Regions from separate parts of the Mus musculus genome. Here region 2 is linked to region 1. The links are chromatin contacts, called in public promoter capture Hi-C maps. All regions are on one chromosome and are shown on one strand. The core of a region is the stretch at or near the end of the contact, and the rest is flanking DNA. Distances in the headings are between cores, read along the strand shown.

Region 1 (7,247 bases), core at 2,647-5,146:
TATGAGTACACTGCAGCTGTACAGATGGTTGTGAGCCTTCATGTGGTTGTTGGGAATTGAATTTTTAGGACCTCTGATTGCTCCGGCCAACCCTATTTGCTCTGGTCAGCCCCACTCTCTCAGGTCCAAATATTTATTTATTAAGTACACTGTAGCTGTCTTCAGACACCAGAAGAGGGCATCAGATCTCATTACAGATGGTTATGAGCCACCATGTGGTTGCTGGGATTTGAACTCAGGACCTTCGGAAGAGCAGTCAGTACACTTACCCACTGAGCCATCTTGCCAGCCCCTAACCAGAAATTCTTGGGTGAGCTAGCCTGGAGTATGAAGCAGGCTAGCTACCTCAACACAGTGGTAGATGAGAACCAACTCCCTAAAGTTGTCCTCTGAACAGATCAAATAGACGACGATGATGACAGAGATGTGATTGAAATCCTCCTGCCAGAGTTTGGTAAACATTTCCTTCCCCCAGCTCCCACCCACACAGAGTGAGTCCTTGTCACCAATTCCTTCCCTGTTCGACCTGAACTGATTCAGGATCATGGCAGTAATAAGGGATGTGGAACAAACCTCTCCCTAAAGAGATTACAATGAACAGGGCTTTTTAAATCTTGAACCTAATGAGATTCTTTTAATGGTGGAATTGTTTTTTTTAAAGATAAGTAAGGGGAGTTATCATAGAGGATAAACCTACTATAATGATAAAGCCTGACTTATTGAGAACTAGAAGTGTCCTCTAGTACAACAACCTATGAGACATTTTTTAGGTGAGAAAATGAACCAGGGCAGGGGGCTTTGGTTTGGGTTTTCTACATACGTGTTTGTGTGCCCACACAGTTGCACAAGTATGTATGTCTGTGTAGGTTGGAGGTCCATACTGGGTGTCTTTTTTAATCATGCATCACCTTTTTGGTTGTTGTTGTTGTTCCTTGTTTGTATCTAGAGTCCCTCACTGAACTTAGAGCTTGCGAATCGGCTGGACTGACTGGCCGGAGAATCCCAGGCACCTTCCTGTTTCTGCCTCCTTGACTCTGGGATAACAGACCCAGCCTGTTTCACAAGGGCACTGAGGGTCACGCCCAGACCCTCTGTGCTTGGCATGCGCCTTACTAACTGAGCCGTCTCCCTGCCCCTAGGGAAGGTGTTTTGTTTGTCTGTTTTGGATTGTTTTTGTTTTTGTTTTTCAAGGCCAGTTTTCTCTGGATAGCCCTGGCTGTCCTTGAACTCACTTTGTAGACCAGGCTGGCCTTGAACTCAGAAATCCGCCTGCCTCTGCCTCCTAAATGCTGGGATTAAAGGCGTACACCACCGCTGCCCGGCGTAGGAAGTTGGTTTTTGTGTGTGTTTAAAAAAAAAAAAAAACCCACAATAACTTACACTTGCTCTTTCAATCAGTAAGGGGCAGGTGCAAGATTTTCCTGCAACACCTTCTCCCTCTGGTAACTTTAACCTGGTTACATAGCCATCTATCTGTTTCTCTGAGTATGGGGCAAACCCTAGGGAATCCACAAATGAAAAATATGAGGGATCCAAGAAAGCCTGGGGATAAGCAGAATATTATAAAACACAGAGAAATTGCGGTATCATAGGTGACTGACGTGAGACTAGGAAGCTAGAGAAAGTGAGAACTCTACTACGAGAATGGGCGTCACCTTGCAGCATTTATCTTTCTTTCCTGCCATGTGCCATGCTGTCCCTCAGATGTTCTCCCAGGACCAGGGGACCTGATGCCTCCCATCAGCCCCCAGGACTCAGGAAGGGCAGCTATTCGTGCTAGATTATTTTGGAGTCTGAAACTGATAACTTTCTTCCCAGCCCTTCCTCGGTGGGGGCTTTTGAACTGCTGTCTTCAGGACTTGTAAAGTCAGGCAGAGCAGGAGCTGAGCCCCCTGAAGGGCTCCTGTCAGCTCTGCTGTTCCCCCAACAACCTTTCTAACCCATAGACCATAGACACACTGCAGCTCTGCTCTTACCCAGGAACCTATCCCCTCTCTCCTTGGCTCAGAGGGTTGCCCGCTGGAGAAGCATGAGGACCTGAGCTTGGATGTCCAGGACCCACGTAGTAAGTCAAGTACAGCAGCTGTGAACATCTGTAGCCACAGCAGAGCAGGGTTGGAGGAGACAGGCAGACCCTAAGAGCTTGCCGGTTGAAGTGGCAATGCCAGGTTCAATGAGAGACCAGGCCTCAAAAAATAATATGGGTAATGATAGAAGAAAATATCTCAAATTTACCTCTGGCTTCTGTACACATCCACATGTATGTGCAGACACACCTGCATACATTCATATGCATCACATACACACACACTTAAGAAAATGGATAGAATTGTTCCCATTATGTTGTTTCACCCCATCATAGGGGTGCTCAGATTTAAAGTGCATCTCTGTGTTAACACTTTGTAAAAAGAAGGAGGAGGAGGAGAAGGAAAAGAAGAAAAGAAAAGAAAGAGACAAATGGAGAAAATGAATAGGAAAACCATTGAGTAGTAATGAGGTGTATGATGGGTGCGGGTGTTTGCCACCAAGCCGGACAACCGGAGGAACGCTGACTCCTGGGGAAGGAAGGGGAAAAAGAAGGAATAAGGAAAGCGGGGAGGAGATGGAGGAAAATAACTGATAACAGGTAACAGCTTGAGCCCAGAAACAAATATACAAGGTCTTTCCTCTTGTCTTCCCTCTACTGAGTCTGTGATGAGATCCATCAGGAAGTCTCCGGAGCAGAGCGCTGTGGCCGCCTGGGGGCAGTGCAGTCTCGCGGATAGGTTTTGCAGCCGCCGAGTTTGAGGCCCATTTCAGAGTTGGTTCTGCCCAGTAGTTTCCTTTCCTTTCTCTTCAGGTCCTCGTCTGAGTTCATCCTTATTTCAGGTTCCCACTGAATTGGTTAGGGAGGAACGGGGATCTGGGGCCTGGGGTGACACTCATTCACATAACACACCCACTTGTGTACATCCCGGAAATGTCCAGGTTCCAATTTCCACGAGGCAGAGTTAAATAAGACTGGAGGCATCTTTGAGCCAACAAACATCTGATTTAAAGAGCACAGGCTGGTCTTAAATACTGTTAACAAGTGCAGGTTGTGGAGACGTCCCATTTTCTTAGTTCTTTCTTAGCTCCTGGCTCTCCATGAACGATGGATGGAAGAAATACCCCCTCCCCGCTTTTAGGAGCTTTTAGCTATTTAGGAAAAGACATCGATTGCTCAACCGGTGCCTGCTGTCCTTGGTGCGTTGCTCCCAGTGGTTATATCAGGCCTCTACTCTAGGTTGGCGTCTTTGCCTGATGAATGCCTGGGGCGGAGGCTGGGAATCAGCAGTGTCTGTGCCCGCCCCTCTGAGCACACAGGCGCCCCATTCAAAACAATGTGGCCCTAGGCATCAGTGAAAGGGCTGCAGTCAGACTTGGCCTCACAAGGACTCACCTCTCTTTATCACCATCTCAAGCCCCGCTCAGGAAGCTCTCTCTTCGCTAACCTCAAGAGTCCCTTTTCCCTCAGTCAAAATCAGCTTCCAGCTCTAACACCCTGGGGTGATTTTTTTTAAAAATCTGTTGATTGATCCCGTGCCCTGTTTCTGGGATGGTTGCTTGCTGTCCTCTGAGCATAGGGAGTACTCTAAGCTTCCATACCCTTTTCTCACATGGTCACCTCATCTGAAATACATTTTCTGTCTCTCTGCCTGATGAATTCTTTATCTATCTTTATGTCCTAAATGAAACGTCCTAGAGCCGAGCACAGTGGTACGTACCTGTAGCTCTAGCAACTGGGAGACAGAGGAAGAAAGATCAGAAGTTCAAGGCCAGCCTGGACTCACCCCACCTCCTCCCCCAGTCTCTCCCATAGTTTCCCCCGACTCTTTCCTTCCCCTTGGAGTTCATACACAACCTTGTGGTTCCTTCCCCATTTTCACGTAGCCGGGCTTTAGCTGTGTTTTCCTGTTAGATGGTGAACTCAGTGTGGGCTTTAAACACTCAGCCAAGAGGCCGTGCTGAGGTTGCTTTGCCTCATTATCTTAAGGCTATCTCGTTAGCGGTAGCTCAGCCTAACACTGAGCACATAGGAGCCCGGTGTTCAACCCTGCTGGATATGATCAAAGCTGGAAGACATCAGGCAAAATGTGGTTATTCTTTTATTTTCACTTTCTATTTCCACTTCCCAGGAGATTTAGGTAACTGCTCCCAATTTCCTCTCTTATCATTTATAGTCCTCCTGGCCATCTGCATCCCATTACGATTTCATCTGGCTGTCTAGGGCCAACTTTCCTAGGCCTGGCTGCCTGCTCATTTGTGACTTTTATCAACCTGCTGCTCTGTGGGTGATGTTGTAGGCACTGGGTAGGCAGCAGCAAAGGACACTTTCCTAGCACTTAGACTGCAGGGGGAACAGGAGACCAAGATAGGTAAACAAAGGGGATTTCAATGACTAGGGATTCTAGGAAGGAAAGGGGGTCACGTGGTACAAAGAACAATAGAATCTCAGAGGGAAGAGTCCAGCCATGGGGGTATGTGCTAAGAAAGCCTTTCATGCAGAGGGTGAGCAGCCACACTGGTCCTGAACAGGAACAAGTGATGGAAAAGTTGTGAAGCATGCAGCTACATAAGGAGAGGGCTTGCACATTTTCCTTAGCTTGCTGGCATCCCTTCAGAGAGCCCTTAGTGGCTTTGATCCCTTCTGGGAAGTGACCAGTTCCCCCTAGCCTTCACCTCCTCACCACTCCATCCAATTTCCTCTCAGTGAATCTTGTTGATCATCTGACACATACCTGATCCCTTCATCTGATCTTGGTGACTGGAGTGCCAACTTATGGGGTTGAATCTTCCTTTGTGTGGTCTCTTATTAAGATAAGACCTCCTTCCTTGATTTCTTCAAGAAGTTCTGGGTTCTGCTCTCTTTAGGAAAGAGCCAAAGATTCAGATGGACATCCAACTGTAGCATGGGTTGGGGGACCTAGTCCCCTGTTTTGACACTCACAGGCGACTGAGCCTGGGCTCCACCTCTGTGAATCCCAGACTTATCTTCCCACATGGATTCTTTTTTTTTTTTTTTTTTTTTTTTTTTTTTTAAAGATTTATTTATTTATTATATGTAAGTACACTGTAGCTGTCTTCAGACACTCCAGAAGAGGGAGTCAGATCTTGTTACGGATGGTTGTGAGCCACCATGTGGTTGCTGGGATTTGAACTCTGGACCTTCGGAAGAGCAGTCGGGTGCTCTAACCCACTGAGCCATCTCACCAGCCCCCCCACATGGATTCTTATTATTCTCTATTCTACATTGTTGTCCAGTGGGCTCTTATGCCCAGATGGCGAGAGAGTCATCTTAGATGCCCAAGTGCTTACATAAAGGGGCTAGAGAGCTTCCTGGTGCTGGAGACATGAAAAGCTTTAAGTAAGTCAGGAGCCCATATCGAAGCCAGATGGTTCGCTTTACAGTAAAGATCACAGGGCCTGAAAACTATGAGGAAGGAGGGCCAGCCAGGGGACAAGCTCTTTGGAGTGAAGATCCTGGCATGCCTGTACTTAGGAAGGTGCAGGCCTTCTACCCACAGACTCCCTGCCCTTAGATTCCTACTGGACTCCTAGGCCAGTCAGATTCTCCTCAGGTCCAGACTAGTAGAAGGTTCAAACAATAAGGGCTGAAGAATGAAGCTGACTGTTCTCTGAAACGTCAGGCTCCCTACATCTTCCTGGTCAGATGCACCCCAACAATGCCTTTTTCTCTAATAAATTGACAAGCCCCGTGTCTCATTCTGACAGCCTCCTTAACCTGCCTTTCTACTGTGTAGAATACATTTCAAGTATTGAAAGCACTCTTACCCATTGAACATCTCTGCCTGGGGACTTTACATACCAGCACTTATGTTAGAACTTGGGAGTTCCCATCGTTACTGATACAGAAGTAGAGGTTGTCTTTAGGCAAGTTGGAGAGGGTACAGCATGCCAGGGCTCCAGCGACCTCTCTGTTCCCATCTGCATCATCGGCTCCGTGTAACAGGCAGCATTCATGGGGAAAGACCCATGACCCCATGCTCACACCGAAGACTAGGCAATGCTTTTGTTCCTAAAGACTGATTTCCTACCCACCCAGCTTCATCTTTATCAGATCCTGCGAACGAACAGTCCTAGCAACGTTGAGACATGAGATAATGTTTAGTCTCCATGTGGGCAAAATGTGATGCTTAGATGACAACGGAACTGTGAACTTTAAGTTCCTGGGAAGAGGTCACGTTTACCTTGAACGTTCTGATCGACTGATTGGAACTTCAGTGACATTGGAGGGGTTGGAATGTTCTGAGTCCAGAGCCAAACACTTCATCCGTACATTGCCCATCTCTGTGTGTGATCGAACATCCACGTGACTATTGGATAAATCCTTTTGAACTGTACCAACCGACTCTTAGGTTCTACCAACTCAAAAGCGAAGAATGTCCTCAGAAACCATCTGCTGCTCAGGGCACAGGAGTTGAAGCTTTGCCGTCACCTTTGCCTGCTGTTTCCACCAATGTTTTTTAAAAATTGTCTTCTTATAACTTGCTCTAGTTTGCTCCTATTAAAAACTTCATGAATAAATTAAAAAAAAAAACTTCATGAAGTTGTAACCTTATTGTAATATTGGTGGTGGTGGTGGGGAGGAGCTGGGTAACCTAAATTGTGTTTCCAGATCTTAGCCACTCAGACTTTCAGGATAAATTCTCCCTTGGCTCCTACTGTTTGGTTTTGGAAACATTATCAGTTTTGAACATGAACCATCCCACGCAGGCTAATGAGTTGAATGCTTGGTCCTTGGCAGGGGCTTACTTTGAAAGTCCTAGTCCTTAAGTTAGTGAGATCCATTTGACAAATGTGAGTCCTAAGTCCTCTGAAGATTGTGCCTGCTGCCAGCATCTTCTTTCCCTGCCTCTCTCTCTCTCTCTCTCTCTCTCTCTCTCTCTCTCTCTCTCTCTCTCTCTCTCTCTCTCTGCTCCTGCTACAGTGGTGTTCTGTTTCCCCATGAGGCCAGAACAGTGGAGATAAGGACTAGGAACCCTCCGAAACCCTGAGCCAAAGGAAGGAATTCTTCCCTTTAATTAATTAATTTATCATAGTGATACAAGCATAGCTCTCATAAGGCTTGAGGCTTCATCATCTCAAGAGCTAACGGCTGATTTCACAGGCCTCTCCTCTAATCTGCTCCCCTAAGGCAAGATGCTTAGCTTTGATTGTCAATTTGGCTCAACTTAGAATCACCCAAAAAAAAAAGAGTCTCAGTG
Region 2 (7,247 bases), core at 3,117-5,616, 130 kb before region 1:
CACCTATCTATATTCCTAAATACATAAACAGAACCTACCAGGCCCATATAATGTTACTTGTGCGTATATATTTCCAGGGCTGACTGTCTGATACTGGATCAGCAGTTGGTGCTTTCTCTCCTGGAAAGGGTGTTTCTCCTACTCTCTGTCTTCCTTAGCTGCTTCTAGTTCTTTCGAGTGTTGAGGACTTGGTGAGCTTCTCTCTTCCACGTTAGCAACTCTCCCGGTATTATTCCTGTTCAGGACATATGTAGGCATGCATGTTTGTGTGATCTCATGGGTGTAGCTGCTCCGACAGTTCCAGGACACACATTCTCACATCAAACTTTTTTGTTTCTCTGGCTCACAAAATCTTTCCCCCTCTTCCTCTTCCACACTCCCCGAGTCTTAGGATCAGGGGTTGTGTTGGTTGTAGATGTACAGTTGGGACTGGGCTCTCTACATGTCTGCATTCTGATCAGTTCTAGTTTTCTGTAATGTAATCTGCCATCTAGAAAGAGAAGTTTCCTCAATGAGGGAAGAGAACTACACTGATAAATATTTAGAATGTAGTCGGGGATTACGCTAGTTCAATAGAGTGGTGGAGATTCTTCTCCATGATCTATGACGTCCCTAGCCTTGGGCAGTTGGCTAGGTTTCTAGTAGCAGGCATGATTTCCCACTTATTGAGTGGGTTGTAAGTCCAGTTTGAGAGCTGTTGCTTATTGCCAAGGTATCTGTGGCACTACTGCACCTTAAGGTGCATTATTCTGCTATACTGGTCTTTGTTCTGGTTCAAAGGAGGAACCAGGTTTGATCTCCAGGTTCATTTGCATCAGGTGCATCACAATTGCCTGTAATTCCAAGGGTCGGATCCCCTCTGGCCTCCAAAGGCACCTGTACACACATGGTACATATAACTCACACAGGCACATACATAATATTAATACAAATAAAAGTATTTTAAAAGAGTTAATAGGAGTTCTGTATAGTCTCTTTTACAAAATAGAAGAAGAGGGACCACTTCTGTGTTAGACAACTTTCTATAACTATAACAAAATACTTCAATCAACTTAACAGGAGAAAGGGTTAGCTGGGCATGGTGGCCCAAGCCTGTAATCTCAGTACTTGAGAAGCTGAGGCAGGAGGATTTCAAGTTGGAGGTGGGAAAGGGTTACATAATGAGTTCAAGGCCAGTCTGGATTACACAGTGACAGGAGAGATGGGGGACTGAAGAGAGAAAAGAAAGGGAGAGGACAGAGAAGAGAGAAACAGAAGCAAGAGTGATGGTGTGTGCATATGTGTGCACATAGATGTGTGTGCATTCTTGTGTATATCTATATGCGTGCATTCGTGTGTGTGTGTGTGTGTGTGTGTGTGTGTGTGTGTGTGTGTGTGTGAGTGTGTGCAAGAGAGAGATTGATCAATTTTGGTTCATGGTTTTGTAATTGGAACACTGGAGTTTGTGATAGCTGTCACAATGGAGGCCAGTGAGCACAGTGGAGATTGCATCTTTAGGTTGTGTTTTATTCACACAGTCTCCGTCTGAGATTACAACGGTTTACAAGGATGGGTGGGGAGTGGGGAAGAGGATAGAGGGGGCAGGGGCAGAGTGTCCTAGTTTGCTTTCTTTCTTTTTTTTTTTTAAGATTTATTTATTTATTTATTATATGTAAGTACATTGTAGCTGTCTTCAGACAGTCCAGAAGAGGGGGTCAGATCTTGTTACAGATGGTTGTGAGCCACCATGTGGTTTCTGGGATTTGAACTCCAGACCTTCGGAAGAGCAGTCGGGTGCTCTAACCCACTGAGCCATCTCACCAGCCCCCTAGTTTGCTTTCTGTTGCGGTGATAAACACCAAGTCCAAAAGCAACCTGAGCAAGGAAGAGTTTGCTTCAGCTTACACTTCCAGATATGCATCCCTGAGGGGAAGTCAGGGCCGGGACCTGGAAGCAGGAGCTGAAGCAGAAGCCATGGGTAGCTGCTGCTTACAGGCTTGCTCAGCCTGCTCTCTTACACTCCTCAGAATAAGTACTCAGGGTGGCACCACTCAAGATGGCTTGGTCCTCCCATGTCAATCATTAAGAAAGAAAATGCCTCCACAGGCCTGCCTATAGGCAATATGAATGGAGGAGGCATTGACTCACTTCAGGTCCCTCTTTCCAAGACGATTCTACCCTGTGTCAAACTGACAAGACCAAAACCAACCAACCAACCAAAAAAAAAAAAAAAAAAACAAAAACCTGACCAGGACAGCCTGTTATGTGATACTTTCCTATGAATTATTGTCCAGGCAGGCTCCAGAGGCTCCTAAAATAACACAGGTTGTTGCCACTGTTATTGGTTGTCCACCAGAATTAGACACTTCTTAGTTACTGTTCTGTTGCTATGAAGAGGTACTATAACCAAAGCAACTCTTGTAAAATTAAGATTTTTTAAAAATAAATACATCATTTCCTTCCTTCCTTCCTTCCTTCCTTCCTTCCTTCCAACCACAATTTCCCTCCCTCCTTCCCTCCCAGTCTCTTTCCACCTCCCACTGAATTTACTCCTCTGTTTCTTAAAAGAAAGAATTTGATTGTGGGCTTGCTTACAGTTTCATAGGATTAGTCTATTATCATCGTGGTGGGGCATGGTGGGGATATTTCCAGAGTATGATGCACTCACAGTGCTGGGGCAGTAGCTGAGAGTTACATCCTGGTCTATAGGCTGAAACAAACAGACAGATAGACAGACAAAAGATAGAGAGAGGAGGGAGTTTATACTTGTTACTGTGAGTCTAGTCAAAGATGCATAGCTGGGGAAACGGTAGGTCTTCAGGAGGAGCCTACTACTGTTGAGTTAAATGTTGTCTCCTAAATATTTGTTTATAGTCACAGAGTGGCACAGTCCTCAGTTTTGGTCAGAAAAATCTCCTTTTGTAGCAAATGACAGGTAATGCAAATGACCATGGCTGGTCGAGGTGCTGAGTGTGACTGTCTCAGATCATATCACGCCCTTTCAAAGCTCAGGGGAACACCATAGGAGGAGGAGCAGAAAGAACGTAAGAACTGGATGGAGGGGAGGAGGGTTGTGGACCCACACGGCATGGCCGTTGCAATCAGAACTCACAACTGCAGCTATTTGCCCAGGACCTGCACAACACTGGATCCCCAGCAACATTCAGTCATGGATGGGGGAGGTGTCCCGGGACATTGCTAAAATTCCCTCCTAGGAGACAGAAGCAAAATCTACACCTCCTCCCAAATAAACTGAGGTATGATTCTGCGGAAGATCCTTCTGGGGGAACCGGTGAGGTCAGTGAGCTTCCTGACAACGCATACACAGGTCAGGGGGTACTTACCAGATAGGGGTATGAATGATGCTTTTCCCCAAAGACCACAGCTGGAGACCACACCTCAACCAGCAGGGATGAGGGCCTCGCCAGTAGACGGGTAGCTGGAACCTACTTCCCTGACTACATACTCTAGTCCTTCCCTGAGGTCATGTTCAGTTTAGGCAGAATTGCATATAACAGGAGGTAGGGTGCAGCTGGACACCCAGGAGAAGGTCTTGTGACCCTCCTTGTTACTCCATGAGGAGACAGATAAGTCCAACGGAGGCCAACTTTTTACAAAGGGGCCAACTGAACTCCCCAGAGATGGTATATGCACACAACATGGGGCCTGGTTTCCTTCCTGAAAGCTAGCCGCTGAGAGCCGCTGAGAGAGAAGTCATACTCTTCAGGTGTATAGTCATTGGTGAGTTATCTATGCTCCTGCGGATAGCTCCGCAGTCATTTCCATGTGAGCAGCCTGTGAATCACCAAGAAAGACTACCGAATGAGAAGGTGTTGAGGAGGGGGTGGGGGCGAGCAAGGAAAGGCAAACAGAGGGAGGAGAGAGTGACACAATTGCAACCGGTGATTTTTCTTTCTTTGTTTTTGAGATAGGGCCTCACTCTGTAGCCTCGGTTGGCCTGGAACTAATTAGCGATAGAGCAGACTGGCCTCGAATTTGTGACAAATCTCCTGGCTCTGGCTCCAGAGCGGGAGATTTCAGACACTGTCTCCAGAGTGGGGATTCACAGGCACATACCACTAGGCCCAGCTCTTTACTTTGATCTTGCAAGAGTTTTACAATTGAAGCAGTTAAGGCTCAGGTTAGTAAATTGGCTAGAGTCTAAGAATTCTGCCTTGTTTTGACCTCTGATTCACTGGCTGGACGGATGGGAGAAGAACCGCCTCTCTCCACGCTCCCTCCTAGTCGAGTGCCAGGGGTCCAAAGGCCACAGTGCACAAAATTTATGATTTTTGAGGCAGAGATCAGCCTTGCTCCCGCTCCGCTCAACGCCTCGAGCTAGGCTCCGCCCCTAAGTTTCAGCCCCCAGCAGGTTCATGAATATTCAAATAAGAAGATATTTAAAGACGCCGGCGCCAGGCGTAGATCCCTGCCCCGCGCCGCCCGGCCCCCTTCACTGAGTTCATCAGTCCTAGCGGAAGCGCCGCCAGCATGTCTGATAAACTGCCCTACAAAGTCGGTGAGTCCCAAGGGTTCAGTCCTCCGTGGCGACTCGGCTCCCGTCCTGGGTTTGTTGTCAGTACCGACCTGCGTCTTGTTTAGGTGGCGGCTTCGGGGCGCCCCGGGACCCCTAGAATCGCTGGCCTGGCCGCGCAGGTGCCCGGGGATTGGAGTCCACACGCCGCCGAGAGCCAGGAGTGGGAAACGGCCGCGGACTACAAGTCCCGGCGTGCCCCGCGGTAGGCGCCCAGAGCGGCAGCGCGGGCTGTGATCTTTGGTCGGGCAGCGTGCTCCTGTCGGAGAGACTGGCCATTGGGAAGCGGCCCTAGAGGCCCAGACCCTGGCCCTGGCGTTTGGCGGCTTGGGTGGCCCCTAGCAAGGGCCCACCGTCTTCTGGGCCTTGAGCAGGGCCGGAGAGAGCATCAGTGTTCTAGGTGCTAATGAGGAGAGGCCTGGAAACGGCTAGTCTCGGTGCAACGGGAACTTAGGGTCCCATCTGCTCAATCTCTGGGATATCTAGTGGATGTCTAGAAAATTTGGAGTGGTTAGAAATTACTGTTCGTTTTGTCCCGATTATAGAAAGCTGTCTGAGTAAACACACCTTAACTTGAGCGTTTACAGTGGGATGGGCACTGCCTTATAGCATTATTCTAGACTAACCCGTCTTATTATTGTAGCTCTCCATGGAAGGAACGGTTTTATGTTTACAATGAATATCCAGAGGTATAAAGGGCATTTTCCCAGAATCTTGTAACTGGAAAGCAGCTGGTTAGAATTTGGACTCAGGACATCATGACCTCTAAGCTCATCTCTTCCACTGCTGTCTGTATACAAGGCAATACACTTGAAACAACCCTAATGGAATTTCAACACAATCCAATTCAAACTGTGCCTAGTGACACAAGCTTGTAATCCCAGCCCTGCTATCACTACTGAGGCCAAGGAATCGATCAGCTCATTTCAGAGGTCAGCCTGGGCATACAGTGAATTCCAGACCAACCTGGACAAGATGGGGAGACCCTATCAAAACAAAACTACAAACCAAACAAACAGAAAAACAAAGCAATTCAGGCTGGTTAGCTTTTAAAATAATTTCAATACTCTATTAAATTGGAAAGGGTCCTCAAAGGGAGATGAATGCTATCCCATTACACAGGAACCTAGGGAAGTGGCTTTGCAAATTCTTATTAAGATAGTTAATCAGCCAGCAGGGCAGTTTATTGTCTCCACTGGGTAGATGCTAAGACTGAAGCCCAGAGAGGTTTAAGTCAGTGTTGTCTTGGCGGAAGAGCTAGAATGGAGGCTCGACATACTGTGTAGGGAGGGATTGGGAGGGGGGGGGACCACAGATTGTATGGATGAAGATTGGGAGGGGGGGACCACAGATTGTATGGATGAAGATAAGGCTGGGTTCTTGCCTGTGTAAGGGTGGAGGCATGATTTGCCCATCAAGTAGGGTATGCTGTATGCTAGACCTTACTCGTTTGGCATTTCCTATGATCCTTGGGCTCAGGTTCAAGTTGATTCTCCTTATTTTGAAGAAGTGGGTTTAGAAAGGGTTCCACAGTTCCGTCTGGCGTTATGGGCAGTAGTCAGTTACCATGTGGGTGCAGGGGCTTGAACTCAGGCCCTCTAGAAGAGCAGCCAGAGAGCTCTTAACCACCAAGCCATCTTTCCAGCCCCCTCCTTCCTTTTTCCCCTCTATTTCATTCATTATTTCTTTTTCTTTTTCCTTGTCCTGTACCATCTCTTCATGAATTTTTGCTTATTTATTTTTTTTGCAGCTGGTATGGCCGGTAGACATTTTCTGACTCCTCTGTGCCAGGGCCTGCTGGTCACTGGAGGTATTGAGACCCAGGCACACGGCTGAGACAGATAGGCCCGTATGGTATAGTGTTAGTTTTATGTGAGGAGATCTGCCACTTTTCTCTCCATGGCTACCAGTCCCCAGTCTCATCTCTCCTCACAGGTCTGTGATCTCCTTGCTCCCATTTTGTTTTCCTGCTTTTTGAGCCTCAGCTGGTCTTGAATTCCATCTTCCTTTAGCCTCCACAGCACTGTTTATAGGCACATGTTGCTACAGTTGGCCAGTAGAATCTTTTCTAAAGAGAAATCTGGTCATCAAATAACACCACCTTTGAACCTCTGTAGGTGACCTACCTCACTGACAGTAAAGTCCTGATTTATTTTAAAACCCCTGTTTGAGTCAGTCCACCGATTTTTAGGTTTTTTTTTTTTCCTTCTCATTTTGTTATATGTGTCTGGGTGTTTTGCCTGCGTGTAGGTCTATGCACCACGTGCATGTGATGTGGACAGGGGCCAGAAGAAAGTGTTGGGTCTCTGGAACTGGAGTTGTAGACGGTCGTGAGTCTCCATGAGCTGCTAGGAATTAAACCCTGGAACAGCCAGTCCTCTTCACCATTAAGCCATCTGTTAAGCCCCTCAATTTTCAGATGTGTTGGAGCATATACTGGACCTGGTACTTGGCATGAACCTTCCAGGTTAACTGGCTGTGTTAAATTCCTGCGATGGGGGAGAGATCCGTGTGTCTGAGCAGATAGTGAGGAGAATAAAGTGGAGATAGAAACAGTTGGTAGACAGGAGTGGGGCCTGAAGCCCAGGTAAGGGTTAGGATTTTAAACTTTTAAAAAGTTTCCCACTGGACTATAACCAAGAACTTGCTATGTGAGAACAAAGGGGACCATGAAGCTGCTTTGTTGGCCCAGTTGAGAACTAGTGCTTTAGACGAGCGTGAGATGCTCAGTCAA

What was found. Promoter capture Hi-C pulls out the DNA fragments that hold promoters and counts their contacts.
Region 2: a contact with region 1 is called in a promoter capture Hi-C map of the HPC-7 cell line, with 4 times the contacts expected there. The contact joins the promoter of Ahcy here to the enhancer-like site in region 1. A contact is called at or near these places in 7 of 39 promoter capture datasets (the C10 cell line, the HPC-7 cell line, HPC-7-derived erythroid cells and 4 more), 2 of 15 datasets of contacts at CTCF or cohesin (the NIH/3T3 cell line and pro-B cells), 12 of 484 Hi-C or Micro-C datasets (the Ba/F3 cell line, the C2C12 cell line, the MNK3 cell line and 9 more), 8 of 115 datasets of contacts at active chromatin or transcription factors (DN3 thymocytes, the NIH/3T3 cell line, T-cell acute lymphoblastic leukemia and 3 more) and 2 of 9 other capture datasets (adipose tissue and pancreatic islet).

Annotation. Positions count from the first base shown.
Region 1 is chr2:154,938,795-154,946,041 of GRCm38.p6, reverse strand. No RefSeq gene overlaps it. Among named protein-coding and RNA genes, the nearest start is that of Eif2s2, 50 kb to the right of the region's middle. Within about 2 kb of position 3,896, at least 29 of the 459 cell types and tissues checked have an H3K27ac peak or open chromatin away from gene starts, as enhancers often do. A contact at or near this core is called in the Ba/F3 cell line, the HPC-7 cell line, adipose tissue and 1 more, where this site is marked.
Region 2 is chr2:155,071,616-155,078,862 of GRCm38.p6, reverse strand. It overlaps Ahcy (S-adenosylhomocysteine hydrolase), which reads left to right and starts at 4,366. Exons shown (of 10, transcript NM_016661.3): 1 at 4,366-4,498. The coding sequence starts at 4,471. Gm39966 (a long non-coding RNA gene) reads left to right here and starts at 4,689. Exons shown (of 2, transcript XR_866885.2): 1 at 4,689-4,913; 2 at 5,157-7,247. Gm45609 (a long non-coding RNA gene) reads right to left here and starts at 4,351. Exons shown (of 3, transcript XR_001783519.2): 1 at 1-4,351.